Regions from separate parts of the Mus musculus genome. Here region 2 is linked to region 1. A link is a contact called in public Hi-C data. All regions are on one chromosome and are shown on one strand. The core of a region is the stretch at or near the end of the contact, and the rest is flanking DNA. Distances in the headings are between cores, read along the strand shown.

Region 1 (6,650 bases), core at 1,504-4,003:
AGTCCTCAGGCTCCTGACCTTTGCCGGTTCCCTAACTGCCTTAGTACCTCAAGCCTAGATACCTCCACTCTGTGTGTCGAGGGCAGATAACAGGACAACAGAACCCGGGCTCGAGGATTGGTGCCCACCATATAATAATAATAACAATAATAAGTTGTAGCAGTAGAAGAAATAGTGGTAGTAATTCCCTACTTTCTAGCCTATTTTAAAATTTAAAATTAAGCGTAAAAATGACGTCGTGTTTTCTCGCGGAAATTTATTCAAGAATTTTTTTGTTTGTTTGGTTTCTAGTTTTGTCTTGCTATCTCTCTGAGAAATTGCAGAGATCGGTTGAGACGTTGCAGCCGGGCCGGGACAGAAATCTCGAGGCAAGTATGCCCAGTGTCTAAGGCCGTTGCTTCCAGAGTACCCGGTTCTAGAGGTCCCTGGTTGCAGAGAGCTAGGAGAGGAGAGTGAAGGGACTGGAGCCTCGCGGGGATCGAGTTGAGGGTACTCGCCGAGATGGTCGGGCGAAGATCCAAGCTGTCCGTGATATGGCCAGGCGACCAAGAATGGGACTGGCAAAGAATGGGGAAGCTGAGCTCTAAACTTTGAAAGCTAGGCTTGGGTATTTTGGCTTCCCGTATTAAAGGAAGTGAATGTATTTACCACCACCACCACCCAAAAACAGCCGGTAGTCTCAGCGGGAGTGAAGGCAAATTCAGTGCTGAGCTAAGGGAAAAGGTGTTTTACTTTGGTTTGGGTTTTTGTTTATTTGTTTGTTTTGTTGGGGTGTTTTAAAATAATATATAAATATATAAAATGGCGAGCTGGCATACACCCGAGTCTAGACTGACAGGAATGCGAAGTGTTATTGAATGGAAAAGCCCGTCGTTATCGATCGCGCCCGGCGGAGGTAGGTCTTTTATGGACTGCAGTCGGCAAACTAATTCGAACCCTTTTCCTAAAGTTTTAACTTTCTTACCAACCCCAACCCAGAAGCATACAAAATTACTAAATCGGGGAAAAAAATGAAGATATCCAAACAGATCTTCCCTTGTCGGGCCTTCTCTCGACTGGATTTTCTCTTTTCTTTTCTTAAATTTCTTTCTTAATTTCTTTCTTTCTTTCTTTCTCTCAGGAAGAACAAAAACAAAAACAAAAATCAGCAACCAAAGACCAAACGGAACCCGACTTCCCGCCACGTCCAGCGGGTGCCCGGGTTAAACAGGTCGCTGAGAGAACTAGTGGAGCTGTGGAGGTTTCTATTCGCTCTCTTCCCGCCCCTCCCTGGGCCTCCAGAGCAGGAGGAAGGAAACAGTTTGCTCTGAGGTTTCCAAGGTCTCCTTGTCTCCTTAAAGGGGTTGAAGACCTAGAAGTTGCGGGTCTGGGCTGGGGGGACATAGAGTGAGTGTAGAGCAGAGTTGAAGTCCAGTGAACCTGGCCATGTGGCCCTGTCCGAGTCCCTGAGTGATAGACCGGCCGGGAACACGGTCCAGGGAAACAGGATTCAAAGACCTCGCGGGCTCAGAGCTTCTTGACAGCGGGCTTCGTCGCCCAGCATCGTGTCCCAGCCAGCCCGACCCCGGCCCGAACCACGGGACACCTCGTTTGCACCCTTTTACAAAGGGTCAAGGAGTGGGCAAGCCAGTAACCCAAACGAGCTTCAGAGACTGGGGACCAAAGCCTCTCGGGCCCCTAGCTGCCCAGTTTCAGAACCAAGAACCCGGGCTGACCTCCGCCCGTCCAGGCCTCGAGGAGCGCCCACCCGGAGCAGGCCGGGCGCAATGAAGGAGGCGACCGGAGCGGCGTGCTTCAGTTCCGCGACGTGGCACGTACCTTGGAAGCGATGACCCAGATATCGGTAGCGGTGGATGAGCCAGGGGTAGAAGGTGGACGGGTCCCGCTGCTGCGAGGCGAAGAGGGGGTGTGGCGAATGCGAGGAGGGCAGGGGGTGGGCGGCCAGGGCGTGCGGCGGCGGCACCGGGTGCACCGGCACGGCGGGGTTGGGCGGGTGCGAGACCGCCTCGGCGAACACCAAGTCCGGGTTGGAGTAGACGCCCCTGCCGGCGGCGGCGGCGGCGGCGGCCGAGTGGAAGCCGTTGAGGAACGGATTTATGGGACTGGAATTGGCGTAGCTGAGTGCCGCGGGACGGATGGGATCCTCGGAGCGCGAGGCAGGCAGGGGACTGTCCTTGGCCACCAGCGACTCGATGGTGAAGCAGCGCTTGGGCGCCGGCTGAAACATGCTGCGCCGAGGAGCGGGCGCGCTGGGCTCCCTGCTCCCGGCGACCGCGGCGCGCTGCCTCCGCCGCCCGCTGCCCGCGGCGAGGACCGAGGAGAATGGGGGACTCGTTTGTTTGGGGTGGGGGTGGGGGTAAGGAAAGGAAGGAAGGAAGAAAGGAAAGGAAAAAGGAAAGGAGGGGGAGGGGGAGGAGAGGCAAAGCCGAAGATCCCGAGAATCTTGCACCAAACGCGCCCAACCTGGAGAGAGGGGGGAAAATCCTTCCAGAAGAATTTGCAGGCGTGGATTGGGGTAATATTTTTTTGAGCGAGGTGGCGTGGGGGGGGGGGAGATTGGAGTTAGAGGCAGGGAGGGGGTTTTCGGGGAGGCAAAAAAAAAGTTTTCTCTCCTTTGCAAAAGGCGGGCAGGGCGCCCTAAGTCCAAGGACAATCCATGGAAGTGTTCGCTTCTTCACTAGTAGTGCAAACGATTTGTTAGTTCATGAGCCTAATTAGTGCGGGGATCACATAAACAGCTTCCTCCGAAGCCTGGTAAATGGCTTGATGATTGGTCGCTATTACTCGCCCTGAGGTGGAAGGGGGGAGACTCTTTAAAGTGCGTCAGAGGGAGGCGAACGCCTGGGAACCCGGAGGCCTGGATCCGGGCCCAGAATGGAACGGAGTCGGCGCTACTGCCCCGGCTGTGCCTCCAGCCGCCCGCCCGGCCGCCGACCTCTTGGTGTCTTCGCCCTGCGCTCCGGGCTAGCTCCCTCGCTCCTGCGGCGCCCGCTGCGGCTTCTCTCCTCCTCCTTCGCCTCCTCCGCTTCCCTCTTCTCCTCCTCTTCCTCGTTCCTCTCCTCCTCCTCTTCCTCCTCCTCCTCTTTCCCCCTCCTCCTCCCCCTCAGCCACCGCCTCCTACTGCACCCACACCACTCCCACCGGGGCACCCGGGTCCCTGCAGAGTCTCGGGGCTGCGCTGCCTTTGCTGCGGACCCCTGGATCCTAAGCCTGCGGCGCTGGAGCTGATGGGACTGAATCACGGACGGACACGCAGATTTCTTCACACCCTAAGCTCCGCTGCGGTTGTCCCCTGGAGGCCCGCGCCCGGGTCACTGAGATGGCTTCGGGCGCCCGGCGAGGGTAAGCGGGCGGGGACTGGTTCCGGGCAAGGGCTAACCCGCTTCACTCCTACCAATCCCCACCCCCAGCAAAACTCCCGAGGTTTCCTAGGCGCTCGAGGGGGGGGGTCCTCCCACCCCTCCAACCAAGCGTAGCTTCGAGGTTCCAGGGTCCACGCGTTTGCAGTCTTTGACCCGGCTGGTTCGTTTTTTTAAGTTCAAACCTGAGGGGCCAGCTGCGCCTGTACCGTGGCAGTGGACTTCCAGCTTGCACCCAAGAGTTTCTGCTTATCCTTTCTGGAGGGTGGTCACTTCTGTCCCCAAAACAGCTCTTTCTGGGAAATGTGGGGTTATTTGGGAAAGGAGTCTTGGGTCCTAGGTCAGAAGCTGAAGTTATGACTGTGTTATCGTTCCATTGTCCTTAGTGGCGTTGACACTGTTCCCATTATTGCTATTATTACTGTACCTATTTTTATTCTGACATCTGTTGTCCCAGGGCTGGGTTGCTCTACAAATCCAGGTTTCGCAACCTGGCACTTAGGATTGTGTCTCCGGTCCTAGGCCCTGTCCGCATTTTCGAGCTTGCCTTCGGTTTTGGGATGATTTTAGGGCCGACTTCTCTCGTCCCCATTGGCTCACGCTGAGGCATAATTATGATCACATCCCCCCAGCCTGCTGGCGCTGCTCTCTGTTTATTGGTGGTTAAAGATCTATTATCTATTCATCAGCCGCCTCCCCCCCCCCACACACACACCCTTTGCCAATTACATTCTTCTAAAGTGAAGTACCAGCAGGTATTTTACAATTAATGATAATTTTTTTCTGGCGTCCTTTAAATCTGTTACTCCCAGGTCGAAGCCATTTATCCTAAGAGGGATAAAATATCTGTGCTTGGTGGCTAGGTTGCCTGAGACCCGGGAGAAGCAGATCTGGAGAAGACAGACGTGAAGTCCTCTAGAGGGACTATGAAAGCCACCTGATTCCACCAAGGGTCTGGGTCTTAGGACGCTCCAGGTAGTCCCGGCAATAATAATAATAAGGAGAGGTCTCCTGTTTGGTTTCTTGGGGTTTTTTTTTTGTTTTGATTTTTTTGTTGTTGTTTTGTTTTTCCTCTACTGCTGTTCAGGTTGTGTGCGTTTCTTGTATAGCGTTCATGTGAGAAGGCAGAAGCTCAAGGGAGCCCCTAGGTAGAATGGGAGTTGAGAAAAGTGTTTCCACCTCAGCTTTGCTCTCCTCGTGGTATAAATCTGCCCTTGCCTTAGACTTCAGATCATTTCACCTTCTATTCTAGATGGCCTTCTTTCTTTGTCCCTTTTTGGGGGCAAGTTCAGAGATTATGGGCATTAGATTCAGCCCTATAAAAAAGGGTATGCATTTGAGGCCACATTCTCCTCATTCCTGAACCAGACCCCAAATATAGCTGAGAAATCTCTCCCTAGTTTCATCTGGGTTGTGGAAATAGAGGCTGTGCCTCTGAAGACTGGAGCCCAAAGAAGGGCGGAAGTCTTGGGCCATGCCTAGTCAAGCAAGATTCAGAGGAGCTAGGGCTTCTAGAAACAAACGCTAGAAACAAACGCTTCCACTTGGTCACACTGCAGATACTCTGGAGGAGGGTGAGAAGGTGAGTCTTGTCTTGAATGGGTCTGCAATGCTGTGACTACAAATTAGGACCACTAAACTCTTCACTCAGAACCAAATACCTCCCCCAGCATTAGCATCATTAGCATTAGTACGCTTGGCTGTGGGTATCACAGCCATTGACTTTGAGCGGCAAGGAATCCAGACCTGTTTGGAAGATTTGATTGAAACTCCCATATGTTGGTGGGACTTACTTGATCCCTCACCTCTCTGTACCAGGGTGTACTGGGGAAATGTCTTGAGGGAATGAGCACCTAGCTTCAGACAAGGGCCTCCAGTCTCTTGCATGAGGCAGGGGCATATCACCAGTTTCATGATCCTCAGCAAGCCACCAGCCTCTTGCAAAGTTCCCTTCTACCATTAGATTGCCGACCCGAGGTGGTCTCTGGGTGCCCTGCAGGTAGCCAGTGCTCAAGAGCAGCAGGAGCATTTGGCAGTCAAGTACATGAACCCAAGGAGGCTCTGCCCCTTCTCGCTCAACCTCCACTGAAGAAGAAAAGCGGGTTTCCGGTGAGTCAGGCTGGGTGCAGAAGCCATAGATGCCAAATAATCTATGCTAATTCATGCTCCCAGCCCAGAGGTGCCCCGGAAGAATCTGGTCTCCTCAGCGTGTAGAGGAATTAACTAGAGAGTAACTTATTAACCACACTGACCAGCAGAGGCGCACCAGGGCTCCGGGCATTCAAGTCCAGCTTGAGACCCAGAGCTCATAGATGGCCTAGCAGAATTCTAGTCCTAGGTTCCTTAAGGACCCAAGAAGCCACTGTTTGGTTAAGTACCTGTACACACAGCTGGGCTGATTCTCTTTGCCCAGTGTGCACTCCAAGTCACTGGGGGATTGGGCACCATGGTTTTTGCAGAGGACTAGAAGACACATGTGAATGTTCTAATAATGCATTTGTCTCTTACTGAAAGACCAGCGTCAACACCTCAGTCTCTCCTGACCTCATTTTGTCATATGTAAAAATGCAGCCCGTACAGTCTAGAAAGCAGACAGGAGCAGTGGCCATTGAGTTTCTGTATGGCCGTATGATCAAACAGTTATTTAGTGGAGTAAAGGTAATTACAGACCCCGTTTTCAAAGCTGTACAGTACGAAGTGTGAATTTTACTATTTGTAGTTATACCTAATAAAACTACCCCACCCCCAGTACATTGGTAGCTTTACTGTGTGACCTTGGGCAAGCTAAGCTATCCTCTTTGATTCTTTTTCCTCTTCCTCCAAATGGGAATAAACAATAATACAATAAATAGCATTTGGGATTGTTGCAAGAGATTGGCAAAGCAAACTGTTCAGACAGTGTCTAGCACATATGGAACCTTAATAAAAGCCAGCTCCTCTCGTGGATGTTGCTGTTATTATGTGCCTCCAGCCAGGGCATCACAGACCGAACAATAATGCTGTAAAAAGGCATCCACAGTAACCTCACCCCTGCCTGCCGTGTTCCTCTGTGCTTCCCGTAGGAGGTGCTGGATTCTTGAATCTCTACAGGTATCAAAGGGTAGTGATCTCTGAGGATCTGTGATAACCATGGGCTTTGAGTATCCTGCAAAGCCTCTGTTTACAGAGAAGCAGTGCCCTCAACTCTGCTTGTGGGGTTGCTAGGCCCCAGAGCTATCTTGGGTGGGTGGATAGCATCAAGCAACTCTAACGGATAGAACTTCCTGGGACAACTAGATGTGTATCACAAAT
Region 2 (7,728 bases), core at 41-2,540, 65 kb before region 1:
GAATATAGATCATTAAAATTGTGTACATGATGATAGGTCACCAGGGAGCCCAAATGCTACTATAATTTGGATTGAACTCTGAAATGGATCGTGCAGGGTGTAAGAGGAGGAAGACAGGTTAGTATGTCTCCAGAATGTAATTTTTTATGTATGTAACTGAAAGCATTTTTTTCTTCTTTATGGGGCTTGTGAGTTAGGATGCAAAGTCTCCTACCCACCTATGGGACCACCCCAGAAAAGGGAGGCAATTAAATGCCTATGCCCATGAGTCTTCCAAAGGCAGGTGTGTTGGGAGCCAGAAGAAAAATCTAATTGCCCCCCATATTTCTTGTTGTGACTAGTATTTTAGTTAGGATCCCTAGCACATTTTGGAGTCTATGATGAATAGACACATAGACACATAAAGTAAGAAAATTTCCTGTCTTTGGAGTAAACCCGCAAACATAGAGAGATGATTATTTATAAATACAAAACTTCCCTAAATCCAACCTAATACATCTCTTCTCAACTTCCTAATCGTGATGCTGGCTCTGTCTGAGAAAGAAGTGACCTGCCCCAAATCACACAGCAGTTGGACGGCACAGCCTCCATTTTGGTTTGGTTCAGCACTTTCTACTGTACACTTTGAAATGTTTGGCACCTCCTGAAGGGCTTTCCTCATATTTTCCTGTTTTCTACTATCACAAGTTTGGAGACCTCTTTCCACCCCTGACTTTGCCACCATTTTCTCAAGTGTGCCAAAGCTGCTCACTTGAAAGCATGGGCTAAAGATAATCCCATATAATTTTTAATTACAGATCATCATTTAAGATGTATAATTTTGTAAGTCTAACAGTGATTAACTACATTAGGGATTTTGGTGACACGCGTCACAATTAAGTGTTTTTGGTGTTGAGCCAATTAAGGGTTAACAGGCAGCAAATACCATCTTTGCACATTTTTGCTTAATGAATTCTTAGTGGGAAAGTATTCTCATTAGGTTAATTTGTCAACACAATCAAGTTACATCACCAGGCTTTTTCTCTACGCTCACAAACGTGGCTGCCTTTGTATGGTGGTGCGCACTTTTGCATTTGATGGCTGCTCCTGAAACCCAACACTGTTCCACAAAGAAGGAGGCAGCAGGGAGACCTTCAGGCCTCAGTGATCCTTCGCATCTTTTCGACATAGCCATGTTTATGTCGTTTTCGGGAGCTCTCTGGGGCTTTCTGTCTGTATTTCCTTAGTACGTTGTCATGCCAGAGAGTAAAACACGCATCTGTGTACTGGCAGAGGGAGGGCCACAGCCCCTAGGATGGGCTTGATGGCCGCAGGGAAAACTCTGCTCCCCAACCACTCAGCCAGAGAGGGAGGGCAGCTTATTTCTCTGCGCACTGAAAAACACGAAGCTTCCCTCCTTCCTTCTCATCCGTCTGGCTATGGCCCTGGCAGAGGAGCAAATATCCTGTCTACACACTAATTGGTCTATTTAGTGAAGGAATAAACAGCAAGCCTCATTGTCAAGCCTCTTTTAAAAAGAAAAAAATATTCTCCACTCAGATCTGAGGGACCATGTTGCTCAGTCTTAGCTGCTTCCAAGGCAAGTACTCAGATTGTTTTCATAGGGAGCGCCGATAACCTCCATGTCCGATGGGAACTATGTGGCGAAGCCACCTGTGCACAAAACTTTGCACCCACTGGGAAAATTCTGGAAGTAAGGGTTGGGGAGAGGGCTTAGTGAGCGACACACTTGATGCTCGAGAATGAGGACCTAAGTTCAAGTCCCCAGAACCCACATAAAGGAGATGCAGTAACCAATATCTGTAATTCCTATAATTAGATGGGAGCTGGAGACAGGAGTTCTGGAAGCTTGGAAGCCAGCTAGCCTAGAAACATCAAGGGACTCTATCTCAAATGAGCTAGAAATCAAGGACAAATACCTGAGGTTGCTCTCTGCCCTCTACATACACACTATGACACGCACACAACTGTGTGTGTGTACACACACATGTGCACATGCTAAATTAAAGTTACTATTGCTATGATGAAACACCATGACTAAAAGCACCTTGGAAAAGAAAGGGCTTATTTTGCTTACATTTCCATAACACCACTCATCACTGAAGTCAAGACAGGAACTCAAACAAAGCAAGAACCTGGAGGCAGGAGCTGATACAGAGGCTGCTTGCTGACTTGATCCCTATGGCTTGCTCAGGACCCAGGACCACCAGCCCATGAATAGCACTACCCTCAATGGGTTGAGTTCTCTCCTATTAATCAGTAATTAAGAAAATGCCCTACAAGGCTTGCCTACAGCTTGATCTTACTCTATAAGTACATTTTAATTGAGGCTCCCTCCTCTCTGATGGCTTTATCTTGTGTCAAGTTGACATAAAACTAGCTAGCACGTGATCTGGTCTGGGCTTGCATTTGGTTTTCATTTAACTAAGTAGCCGTTTCCAAAGGTCACCACACGCCTGCTCACCACACGCAGGCTCACCACACGCCTGCGAAGTACAGGAAGTTGGGAAAGGGCATCTGAGAGAGTCGCGCTCCGCTCATTCCACACAAATGGAGTCAGCACTCTCCAGACGCACAGCTCCTTGCTGGGGATCAGGATGGGGAGACAAACCAGCTAGTCCCCACTCCCAAGTATCTCTGTGTTATCCCTAAGCTCCGAAAGAATTTCTGAAAATGTAGGGAAGTGATGAGCAGTGAAGAGCCTCCCTCAGAGCAATGATGGGCTATTAACACAAGGATGGTCAGGGATGCCTTTCTAGGGGAGAAGAGCAAGCTGCTAGGTCAAGCGGCAGATGTGGCATGCTGTCCTCTGCTAAGATGTAGCTGGTGACAGCTCCAGCTACCACTGTGACTCTGTTGTTGCTGAACCATCCTGTTGTTGGTAGTTGGGACTGTGAAGAGGCCATGAACCCCAGAGCTGTAGATGGAAGTGACAATCAGCCTTGGGTAGGTAGTTAAATATGCCAGAAGACTGAGGTGTAGAGCAGAATCTGTCCTCACCCCAGGACCTTGCTCTACACAGAGAATCCTGCTTTGGGCTCTTCCCTCCTTGAGTGTCTCCCTCTGCAGAGTGCAGAAAAAAACATTGAACATCCCAACTTCCCCTTCTGGATGTGCATTGGAAGGAATACTCATGTATCTGGCTTCCCTTTCTCCAAGTATCCCATGGCATGTAAAGTTGGCATATTTAGTGTACTGTTTAGAAAAGTGTGACTGACTTCTCATGAGTTATCAGCAGTTAACTGAGAAGTAGTAGCATTGATGTCCCCAGAGCTTAAATGCTGCATTGACCTTGGGGACCACACAGGTCATGTGACATGTATGCTACTGACTCCTTCACTTTGATGACTTAAATCTAAGTATCTCAACCAATGTCTTAAATCTAATTCTACAATGCCAACAAGAACCCTGAAGCTAATGTCCCCTATGATGGACCACATGTGTACAGTGCCTCTGGAAGCCAGAAGAAGGTTAAATCCCTAGGCCTAGAGTTATAGACAATTGTAAGATGCTATGTGAGTGCTGGGTCCTTTGAGAGAACAGTCAGTGCTCTTGACTACTGAGCCATCCCTTCAGCCTCTAGTCCAGCATTTCTTGAAAAGATGGGATGGGGTGGGGTGGGGTGGGGTAGGGTGAGATGGGGGATGGGATGGGGTGGTATGGGTGGAGCAGGGAATGGGGTGGGGTGGGGTGGAGTGGGGAATGGATGCCATGGGATGCCATGGGATAGAGTGAGGTGAAATGGGGTGGGTGGGGTGGGGTGAGCTGAGGTGAGTTGGGGTGGGTGGGGTAGGAATGAACTAGATCAACACAAAAAGCCAAGGCAAGTGTTGTTTTGGGAACATTTTATTTCAGTCTTGCATGTGTGTGCAGAGACAAGAAGAACAGCCGGTAGGTGGTCTTAGGTCTTAGCCGGTAGGTGGTCTAGGTCTTATCCCAGTCTGACCATCCAGTCCAACCTTGGTTCACCAGCCCTGTGTTCTGACTGAGGATCACAATTCCAGGAGCAAAGCGCATCTTTATCCAGTGCTCCCAGCCTGTGTGCTGGGTGTCTACCAGCACATAGTTGAATAGTATCTGATGCACATGGACTACTAACTGTCCCATTGGTTAGCTACACTCATCACTATCAGTTCCTATCTCTCCTAGACTTCTCCCACTACTGCAGACTGGCAGTCTCGCAGAGTGGCATCTCATTGGCTGTTTCTCAGGCTGGGTTTGACTGTTTGAACTCATGAGACCATTTCTGTCTGTCTCTCCCAGCCTCAGCACAGTGCCTCTGGCACAGACTACACCCATAGGGCCACAGTTTCTACCAAGAGCCTCCATCAGGGCTTGAACCCTCTGTGAGCCCTAGAAAAGTCCTTTGTCATCTCATCTCTTTTACCTTGAGGTACAATTATTGTGAGACTGTGAGGGTCCCTACAGCCATCTTACTTCTGTGTGACCTTTTGGTGAAAGGTCAACTTTTCCAGGAATTCTGCTTCTTGGAGGATCCTGGACACTCCTAACCCAGAATGTTCATGTGTTTGTGCTTGGGTGTGTGCCTATGTGAGTGCCTGTGTGCACACATGCAAATTGTGGGTGCATACATGTGAGTTTGGGCATATGGGTGGATGTATGTCTTCTAAGTCATACTGCAAAATATTCTTCTTACTGTGAGCTATAGACAAAGATGTTTAAGGGACACGAATCACAGCTTCCATAAGCGGCAGCTTAGGTAATGCAGGGGTGGGGGTGGGGGTGGATTTCTGGGATTATGATAACAACAGAGAAACTGGGAAAGAAAATTTGCAGAGAAGAACACTGGGTCAGAACCCACAGGGCTTCCCTAGCTTCCAATTCTGTAGACAACATTTGGGCAGTGAGTACAAACTGCCTTTGGCTCCAACCAGAACAGCCTAAGAGCCATTACTTAGGGAGATTCCCCAGCTGGCAAAGTGCTTGACATGCAAGGATGAAGACCTGTCCAAGCATATAAAGAAAAAATTTTAAATAAAATAAAAGCTACATATAGCTGCAATCCCATTAACAGAGAAGCAGAGACAAAAGGAACCCTAGGTCTTACTAGCCAGTCAGCTGGTCTAGATGAATCAGAAAGTTCCAGGTTTAATAAGAGACTGTCTCAGAAATTAAAGTGGACAGTGAGAAGAAGGTATATGACGGTGATGTTTGACCTCCTCATACAGACAGAAGCACACATACCAGGGAGGGTAGGAAAGATTCCTATTTGGGAATTGACTTATTTGCATATCCCAAGCCCACATCTAATAATAGCATCATATGTATTTTTCATTCACTCAAGAATGACATCTACCAGTTGCTGAAATGAACCAAATCTTCCCTCTCCCCCTTGTCCTCTAAGGATCAGGGCAGACACTCAAATCTTGTGCTAAAACCACATTACATTGAGTGTGTCCCCTCTGACTCCTCAATCATGAGTCACTTTCTTCCCCTGAATATTTTTATATCTAACTCATGATCAAGCTGCCTTGCCAAAACGATGAACACAGGCAATCTGGACACAGTCACTCCTCTAAAAGAGGAGCCTTGGGGGCTGCGGATGAATCCTGAAGTTGCTGGCGAGAGTCTCTGCATCCAAGTTTCTGAGCTCACAATCAAAACTGCTTCTGGGGGTAGGGAGTCCCCTTCCAAGCCCAGCTCTACAAAAAGTGGCCCAGAGCCTAGCAGGAAGCCACTCTGATGGCAACAGTAGCATCAGGTCCTGGTAATGGCAACTCTATGGCCCTTCCCTCAGGAGTCTACAGGTTCTCCAACCATAGTTGTGGTATATCTTAGCATGTGTCTCTTACCCTGGCAGAGGGACTGTGATCATGACAAATAAATGCTTTTTCTTTTCTCAAGAGAGGCAGCATGCACCCTAGCTAAGCATTCTGCCTGGTCCACACCTAGACCTGGCCTGGAAGCACACGGTACAAGACAATACACAGTTTAGCCCGGGGGTGGGGGGGGGAGGGGGCTTATTTAGAATCCCATCTCTGCTGTTTCTTCACTGCTGGATTCTGATCCATCTTTTCAGCCCTCTACGTGTCCATGCCCAACTTCTGTAAAACCAGGATGATAATAGCTGCTTCAGAGAATCACAATGAGAATTCAGTGAAGCCTTTGTGAAAAGGACTTAGCACCTGCAAGGTACTCCATGAGTGTTTGAGATGATATATCTGAGCATGCACACACTGGAGGGATTGGCCAGTTATTCCAATGCTGTCAACAAGGATCCCTAGGGACAGGTCAAGTGACTTTACCTTGCTGAGCCTCTATTTTTCTCATCTTTAAAATGGAGTGAGTATACATATCTGCTGCCCGGCCTTCATCCTGGAGGAAGAACTTAAGTGATACAGGCAGTTAAAGGCGTAATAGGGTGGTATGTGCAATTACTTTAAGTTCACAGTGTGGTAGTGCATGGATGTGACTCCAGGTTTAGTGAGGCATATACATGCAGGTCCTCGGACTCAGATGGCCTAGCCTGCTTAGTGAATTCCAGGCCAGTGGGAGACCCTATCTCAAAAACATGAACAAAAGCAGACAGCCACCTGAGGAAAAGACACTTGAGACCTATATACACACACCTCACATGTGTGGAAACACAGATGCACATACAGAGAATTTTCATCCACTCCCCCACATCTCAGCTTCTATAAGGAGAATGCTTTCCACCCTCAGATTTTCTTTCTTGTGTATCCCAAACATCTGTATGTATACATTTGGCTTCTCTTCTCTGAAACACGGGAGGAAGATAGATCCTTCTTGACCTTTCGTTCCTCAGTTTTTCGAAGTCAGTTTTCTCAGAGTAAGGAAACCCTTTGTGTAATCACAGAGCAATAGCACCTTCAAGCTTCATGTGCATTGCTTTGTGCATAGGGATGTCCGTTCTCTCACACTGTGATCCCACACACACACAGGCACACATGAACACGCACAGGCACACGCACACTTGCTTATGAGCATGCACGCCCACACACACAGACACTCACACTTTTCTTAAACATAGTACATTTTCTTTATCCATTTGTTGGACATTTGGGTAATTTTTACCTGTTACCACGTGTGCTTAGCAATGTTGTAAACATGAGCATATGACTTTCTGCTCAAGCCTCTACTCCGGGTTTGTTTCAGGGGGCAAGGGGAATGCTTACCCAGAAATGAATTGCTCTGCCCAACTCTATACTTAATTTTTCAAAGAAGTAACATTCCAAGAAGTGGGTTGGTTTTAACACAGCAGTGACGAAAATACTCACTTGTCACACCCAACATTACTCTCGGCGCTATTTCGGAACTATGCAATGGATAAAAATAATGAACTTAAGCTCTGCTCTCAGGGGAACTATTGACACCACCACTCGGCCCACAAGGCATCTATGTAAGGAGGCAGAACCTGGACTCTTAGGACCACTCAAAAATTACTTCTACCAGGCAGGGAAGGGTCCTTCCCCCAAATCAGAGTCAGGCAAAACTGTTCCCCAAGTCTGTAGACCCGGGGACAAAGGAAAGCACAGACCCACACAAATAAATACAAGTGGTTGTTCTGCCCCTCTGTCTAATTATCATCCAGTGTCTCCATGCCCCCTAGGGACTGGAAACTTGTTTGTTAGAGCTGTCTGTTATTACTCTTTGAGCAGTTAGGAGAATCATTTGCATTGTTCATTAACAAGTATCACCTTATGGATTTCTAAGCGGTGGTTCTGTTTTAGCTAATGAGCCCCGATA

Evidence for each region. Hi-C and Micro-C count contacts between places; a contact is called where the count stands out from the background.
Region 2: a contact with region 1 is called in a Hi-C map of olfactory sensory neurons, with 2.8 times the contacts expected there. The contact joins the enhancer-like site here to the promoter of Emx2 in region 1. A contact is called at or near these places in 1 of 39 promoter capture datasets (liver), 1 of 15 datasets of contacts at CTCF or cohesin (the NIH/3T3 cell line), 15 of 484 Hi-C or Micro-C datasets (cerebral cortex, cortical neurons, fibroblasts and 6 more), 1 of 115 datasets of contacts at active chromatin or transcription factors (embryonic fibroblasts) and 2 of 9 other capture datasets (adipose tissue and pancreatic islet).

What each region holds. Positions count from the first base shown.
Region 1 is chr19:59,454,793-59,461,442 of GRCm38.p6, reverse strand. It overlaps Emx2 (empty spiracles homeobox 2), which reads right to left and starts at 2,753. Exons shown (of 3, transcript NM_010132.2): 1 at 1,819-2,753. The coding sequence starts at 2,227. It also overlaps Emx2os.
Region 2 is chr19:59,517,128-59,524,855 of GRCm38.p6, reverse strand. All of the region lies in intron 2 of 2700089I24Rik (RIKEN cDNA 2700089I24 gene), which reads right to left. Among named protein-coding and RNA genes, the nearest start is that of 2700089I24Rik, 28 kb to the right of the region's middle. Within about 2 kb of position 1,290, at least 10 of the 459 cell types and tissues checked have an H3K27ac peak or open chromatin away from gene starts, as enhancers often do. A contact at or near this core is called in olfactory sensory neurons, where this site is marked.